Regions from separate parts of the Mus musculus genome. Here region 2 is linked to region 1. A link is a contact called in public HiChIP or PLAC-seq data. All regions are on one chromosome and are shown on one strand. Each heading gives the region's core, a stretch centred on a gene start, on an enhancer-like site or on the middle of the called end of the contact. The rest is flanking DNA. Distances are from core to core; before and after follow the strand shown.

What was found. HiChIP or PLAC-seq counts read pairs in DNA pulled down with a chosen protein or histone mark.
Region 2: a contact with region 1 is called in an H3K27ac HiChIP or PLAC-seq map of SST interneurons, with 6 times the contacts expected there. The contact joins the promoter of A830082K12Rik here to the enhancer-like site in region 1. A contact is called at or near these places in 3 of 39 promoter capture datasets (the C10 cell line, cranial neural crest and liver), 1 of 484 Hi-C or Micro-C datasets (cortical neurons), 4 of 115 datasets of contacts at active chromatin or transcription factors (SST interneurons, astrocytes, embryonic forebrain and 1 more) and 2 of 9 other capture datasets (adipose tissue and liver).

What each region holds. Positions count from the first base shown.
Region 1 is chr13:76,894,953-76,898,388 of GRCm38.p6, reverse strand. All of the region lies in intron 16 of Mctp1 (multiple C2 domains, transmembrane 1), which reads right to left. Among named protein-coding and RNA genes, the nearest start is that of Slf1, 240 kb to the left of the region's middle. Within about 2 kb of position 1,793, at least 11 of the 459 cell types and tissues checked have an H3K27ac peak or open chromatin away from gene starts, as enhancers often do. A contact at or near this core is called in SST interneurons, where this site is marked.
Region 2 is chr13:78,195,846-78,199,361 of GRCm38.p6, reverse strand. It overlaps A830082K12Rik (RIKEN cDNA A830082K12 gene), which reads right to left and starts at 1,345. Exons shown (of 3, transcript NR_045195.1): 1 at 1,140-1,345. It overlaps Nr2f1 (nuclear receptor subfamily 2, group F, member 1), which reads left to right and starts at 489. Exons shown (of 3, transcript NM_010151.3): 1 at 489-1,242. The coding sequence starts at 789.

The DNA of each region.
Region 1 (3,436 bases), core at 544-3,043:
ATCCTTTTTAGAAGGGGGAACAAAATACCCATGGAAGGAGTTACTGAGACAAAGTTCAGAGCAGAAACTGAAGGAACAACTATGCAGAAACTGCCCCACCTGGGGATCCATCCCATAAACAACTACCAAACCCAGACACTAGGTAGATGCCAACAAGAGTCTGCTGACAGGAGCCTGATATAGCTGTCTCCTGAGAGGCGCTGCCAATGCCTGACTAATACAGAAATGGATATTCACATCTATCCACTGGAGTTAGCACAGGGTCCTCAATGAAGAAGCTAGAGATAGGACCCAAGAAGTTAAAGGGGTCTCCAGCCTCATAGAAGGAACAACAATATGAACTAACTAGTACCCCCCAGAGTTCACTCAGACTAAACCACCAATCAAAGAAAACACATGGTGGGACTTGTGGTTCTAGCTGTATATGTAGCAGAGGTTGGCCTAGTTGGTCATCAATGGGGGAAGAGGCCCTTGGTCTTGTGAAGGCTCTATGCCCCAGCATAGTGGAATGCCAGGACCATGAATGGTTGTGGGTGAGTTGGGGAGCAGGGGGAGGGAGGAGAGGATAGGGGATTTTCAGAGGGGAAACTCTGAAATGGGATAACATTTGAAATGTAAATAAAGAAAACATCTAATTAAAAAAGTGTTTAATAAGAAAAACATTATAATATTTTTTTACAGTAAAAACTATGCAGATGTTATCATTCATGTGTTTGTTAGAAGGTTTCCTAACACCAGAGAGGATGATTATAGCTATGCTGTTGAACATAAATGTGGATGAACTTAGATTAGGGTTGATATGATACATTTAAAATATGTAGAATGAACAATAAAAATGTGCATGTATAAATATACTTTACAGAAAAGAGGAGAATGTGTTCAGGGTACTTGGGATTTGGAAACTAAATACATGGTGGACTCCCTATGTTCTTGGTGTTGCTCTTGAGAAGACACTGTCCCATCATCTCCCCAAGTTTTTTAATCCTCAAACCCCACTTGCTATCAGGGGCTTTAGGGTAATTGGTGCTCTGCTACAGAGAGTGAAGGAGGAGCCTCAGAGCATCAAGCTGGGTTGTGCTAAGATGTCAGATGCCACTCCCTCTGGCTGCAGAGCCATAGTGCATAATGGACTTTTGTGGCAATGAGTCAAAGTGTTCCAACTAGGCTACACATTAGTGCATGGGGTGACATGGCTCCCTGGACTTCAGGGGGAAGGCATCACATTCATGGTAGTCTGCTTTGTACATCTATTCCACACAGAGCATCCCCCACTCCACCCCACCCCAAAAAAAGTGACCTGCTCTGCTGAAGTCACCATCTTGTTTCGCCTGTTTCCTCATCTACCACAGGAGGAAGCATCTTTCATCTTCCTCCCTGCCTTTGGTTCTTTAAAGGGTACTGTGTGTGGGAGGGGGGACTGCTGCACATCCCAGAGCACATCAGTAAAGGTCAAGGGAGAGGAGCTGGAATGAGTGGAAAGCATGTGGTCATACTCAAATTCTGATGCAGTGATAAACATCTGTGAGTTACAGTAGCGTTCTACGCAGTTGGCAGATGTCTCTGAACGTGGTCCGGGAGGCACTTTTCCATGGTATCTAATTAGCTGTTACTTTCAACCTCCTTATGCTCTAGATCGCTTTAGGAACTAAAGGTCTGATCTTTTCATGGTTCTCCTCAGATTTTTGCAAGCTGCTAACCTTCTGAAAAAGTTGGGAAAAGTTATGGTTGAAAGCACAAAAGAAGAAAAGAGTGATCATCCATTTTTAGATATGTTTAGAGGCTGTGTGACTCAGAGCTGCTTCTGTTAAGAGCACTGAATATGTGGTCTTTTTTGGTACTGAGATGCAAACACAGAAGACTTGTGGTCTAAGTTAGTTTTGGGGAATGATGAAACTATTGAAGTAGAATGTAAGTGTATATACAAAGGCCCTCTCCTCTCTCAGCTTGGCTTTGGACAGTCCCTTTAGATCCTCTTTGCCTCATTTAGTCTACATATTCAATTGTTACACAAAGGACTGCTTTTCTAGACAAGAGCACTGGCAGAAAACATAATAAATGTGTTCGGCTGACAGGGATTCAGGACAGACCAAATGTTTCTGTGGTGACCGTTCCAAATTTTCAAACAGTATGACAGCAGTTCTTCCCTTACAAGCTTTGTTTCTAGAGGTAAGTATTCTGGTTTTTAAGTGGATCTGAAAACAAATTCTGTACTATTCTAGAAAGGAGAAGAAGAATCTAATACTTTGTCATAGGGAAGAACTAACTGAACATTCCAGTATTTACTACTGTTTTAACAAGGCAGACTTTGTCTCAATTTATGCACAGTAATTCCATGAATCAGAATGATTTCATTGATCTGCTCCACTCTTCAGGATTTTTCATGCCACCATTGATGAGTAACCAAGACTGCTGTGTAGGAGGCATATCACGTCAGTGGAGATGAATGTACTTTTAAAGTGTAATTAAGAAATCCTGCTGGAAGACTGTCCATATGCCAACAAATATCAAGACATTATTCACAACTATGGAGAATGCTCAGCTTTACTTAGCATCCCTGTACTCACCTGAGTGACTAGAAAGCCACACCTCAGGCCACAAACATGCTCAAAATTAACGGTAGCATCTGGTCTGGAGCAGATGTCTGGTATCATCCCATGAGAAGTCACAGAAAAATCTTGAGAAATCTGAGGGCAACCTGAAGCATTGGGGGGTTCTGCAGAATGTCTTGGATACCTAAAGAGGTCCTCTGGAGGAAGATATGCCTAAGTACACACTACAAAAACAGCTAAGGCTTGAGAAAATGGTAGGCTTTGTTTCACAACACACTGACTCTGTGGAGTTTACTGTTTATCTTGCCTTTCAATTTCCTTACTTACAAATTAGTGATAAAAGCATTTGAGAACAGTTTACTTGATATAATTATCCTTGAGAATGAGAAGAAGTGATGTCTCCAAAAGGCTTACCAGGGAACCTGATGCATAATATTTGCTTAATAAATATTGGCCCCACTTCCCTGAATTAACAGTGAGCTCTGGGGTAGGAGTCAATGAATGTTCTCTATCAATGTATATGCTTTGAGGTAGAGTTAGTACTACTGTCTTTGCTAGAACTCATGAGAGAAACTTGCCCGAGGAAAAGTGGGATGTACCAAAATTCAGCCTATAAAGGAAGCATGATTATGGTTAAAAACACAAATGTTGTGTGCCTTTGGGTAAGTTATTTAACTGTCTTCCTGTGGGTAAAGTACAATAATGATACCCACAGAGTGTATCGTAGAAAATTGATTCTATGATCTACTCATTTCCTTTATTCTTTGGGGCCTTGTCCCTTTTTCTAAGGAGGGTTCATGCAACTATGCTTTTTAGACAGAACTATTTCCCCTTAATTGTTAAAGATGAAGGATGGGGATGGAGAATTGAGGAAGACCCAACCCAAT
Region 2 (3,516 bases), core at 96-2,595, 1.3 Mb before region 1:
CTCCTCCAGCGGAGCACGCAGCGGCGGCCAGCTCCTCCAGCAGCGTCTGCAGCCGCGACCTCCTCCTCCGCGGCCGCCGCCGCCCTCGCCGCTTCCTCTATGTCGGCTCAGCCCGCGCTCTGCGCGTAGCCCCAGCGGCCAGCGGCCAGCGGGCGGGCGGGCGGGCGGGCGGGCGCCCGGCGCGGGTGAGCGAGTGTGTGTGCGAGTGTGTGTGTGCGCGGGGGTGCGGGCGAGGCGGAGGGCGAGAGTGTGCGCGCGCCGTGGCCCATGCCCGCCGCCCCCGGCGCTGCGCCCCGCGCCGCTCCCGGCTGCCGCCTGTGCCATTTCTGATTTTGCAAGTTGGGGAAGAAGAAAAAAGCGAGAGAAGGGAGCTCGCTCGCTGGGGGGTGGGGAGGGGGGAGAGAGAGAGAGGCCCCCCCAGGAACGGAGTGCGGGGGGAGCGGGCGAGGGGAGCAGGGGTGTTGGGGGGGGGGAGCCTGAGAGCCTGGGGGGGCTGCAAAAAGAGAGAAAGAAAACAGCAGGAACCACAACAAAACGCCAGCAGGGCGGGCGGGCGCGCAGCAGCAGCGGGGCGGCTGAGGCAGTAACGGCGGCGGCGGCGGCGGCGGCGCAGGCAGAGGCCGGTGCCCGGCTCGGGCTCGGCTCCGGCGACCCCGGGGCGCCCGGTGGGCCCCCCGCCCCCTCCCCCTCCCCCCTTCCCCTTCCCCTTCCCCTCCCAGCGCGCCCGCGCGCCCCGCGGCCCTCGGCGAGCAGCTCGGCTCCCCCCAGCGCTCCCTGGGCCCAAAGATATGGCAATGGTAGTTAGCAGCTGGCGAGATCCGCAGGACGACGTGGCCGGGGGCAACCCCGGCGGCCCCAACCCCGCAGCGCAGGCAGCCCGCGGCGGCGGCGGCGGCGAGCAGCAGCAGGCGGGCTCCGGCGCGCCGCACACGCCGCAGACCCCGGGCCAGCCCGGAGCGCCCGCCACCCCCGGCACGGCAGGGGACAAGGGCCAGGGCCCGCCCGGTTCAGGCCAGAGCCAGCAGCACATCGAGTGCGTGGTGTGCGGGGACAAGTCGAGCGGCAAGCACTACGGCCAATTCACCTGCGAGGGCTGCAAAAGTTTCTTCAAGAGGAGCGTCCGCAGGAACTTAACTTACACATGCCGTGCCAACAGGAACTGTCCCATCGACCAGCACCACCGCAACCAGTGCCAATACTGCCGCCTCAAGAAGTGCCTCAAAGTGGGCATGAGGCGGGAAGGTGAATATTTCTTCTCTGCTTCTCTCCCTGCGCTTCGCCCGCCTCCCTGCTCTTTCTTTCTCTCTCGCCTTGGTGCCTGTGGCTGTGGGGATGGGGCTTCTGTGGTCCCAGCCGGTCCGGGCTTCCCAGTCTTCGCTGCTTTCCTCCCCCAGCGTCCCCCCCCCCCCAGCTCGCTGCCGCTGCCTCCCCCTCCCGCCCTGCGCTCCTCTCCCCGGCTCCTCCACCCCGCCCGCTGCCTGCTCAAGATTGTGTCCCTGGGATCGTGAGCTGTAGCTTAAAAATCCCTCCCTTCCTCTGTTGGATGTGCTCCGTGTGTGTCTCGTTCCCGCTTGTGTGTGAGGATGCTTGGGGCTGTGCTAGCATGAACTTGGGAGGGGTGATGATTTTCTGCAGAAAACCGTTTCTCTCCGTGTGTGTTTTTGTTTTTTGGTTTTTTTTGTTTTTCCCATTCTACTTTCTCCTCTGCCTCATCGTACCTTTTATTTATAATGGGAGAGGACTGGGGCTGGAGGACCCTGAACCATAGATTCATTGCTGCCACCATCCTTTAGGAAGCTTAGCTTGGAAAAAGAGGAGTGAGATTTATTGCACTTGTAGGTCTAATTAGGGGGGAAGGGGGGCTTCTGGCCTGTTCACTGGCTCCCTCTCCTCTTCAGGGATCTGGGGCCGCCTCCTCCCGAGCTGTGGCCTTGTTTTCACCCCTATACTTTGAAAGGAAAGTTTGTGACTGAACCCTGCTTTCATAGTAGTGTCATTTTTAAAGCTTGATACTCGTTTTATTTCTTCATCAAACTCCACCCTCTGCTTAAATACTGCATACAAATTACAATTTACAACGGCATTTACCGATCCTTCTGATCTGGCTATAATGCACAGACTGCAGCTGGCTTGAGCTTCTGCATCATTTAATCGATGTGTGAGATTTTTTTTTTATTAAGCACAACTTTTGATGTTTAATTTGGATATGCTTCATATTCATGTGGCATGAGATGGAACACTTTTCTTACAAATATATTTAGCGGTTTATAGTTAAAGTTTATCTCCTGGCAATCATTAAACATATCTTATAGTCAAATTAGTGAACCAGTCAATTTCGAAGAACATAGATTACTTCTTCTTGTAATTGACTTCAAAATTATATTTTATATGCCACAAGAAAAGAAATTGAATTCCTTCAGATCTCAAGGAGAAGGCAAATATGACGACTCCATTGCTAGCTCCAGGGAGATTGTTTAGGCATCTGAAAAAAAAAAAAACAAAAAACAAAAAAAAACAAAAAAACTTTGAATTGTGCTCTCATTTAATTGAAAAATAACTGCCAAGTTCAAAACTATAATTAGAAAAAGTATTCTAACCATTGTGTTTCAAAGAGCGTAAACCGCACTGAAACTCTTGTTGGAATTAGAACCAAAGAAAATGATGTAGAGCCTGAGGTAGGACAGCTCTGTGGACATGGACCTCGCTCTACTAATTTGTTGGGGGATGGCAGTTCAGTAGCCCTAACTTTCCCTAGAGTTGTCTTTGTTTACATGGCAATTGAAAATGCTGGCACTGTTGAAGTAAAACATACACATTTAAAAAAAAAAAAAAAAAACTTTGGTCAGCTTTAAGAACTCAATGCATGCTTACGTTTTGCATTCAGATGGGTAATGAATCCAGTGTTTTTGCAGTTGCAAGCTCGCGCATTCACTGGGCAAAGCTGGCTGCAGGTTGCAGTGGCATCGCACAGGACAGACATTAATTGTAGTTCCTACTTTTTTTCAATATGTTTGGCTACTGTAAGTTCAACTTCTTTGAAATTTTTTAATTTTCTGTTTCTTTTAATAGTGAGAAATTTGTATGGGGCAGTCTGGAGGAGGGAAGATGGGAGGAGGTGTGTGTTATGCTTGCTGGTAGTCCAACTCAGTAAGATATATATATATAACTTGTATCTTTTAAAAATTATTCTGTAGCACTTTAGAGATTATGGGAACATTTTATACACTTGCTGCTTGTTTACAAGTGAAGAGTACTCTAAGGTTTGTGGCTTTCTCAGGTTTCATTTTTAAAAGAGAAACTTTGATTTGTATCATTCTGAAAGGATTTCATTTATATCTGTGTTGCTTCTTAGTAGCTGGGAGGTTGGGTGGTACTTTCTTAGCCATCCTGAGCTAGGGGCCTTGCAGTCAGGCCTAGTTCTTCTTCTCTAGCTAAAATAGCCAGGGATGCAGACTATGGATGGACACACGGAGCCGGTGAAGGTAGATGACTTCACCCTAGATCTCCTAGCAGTGT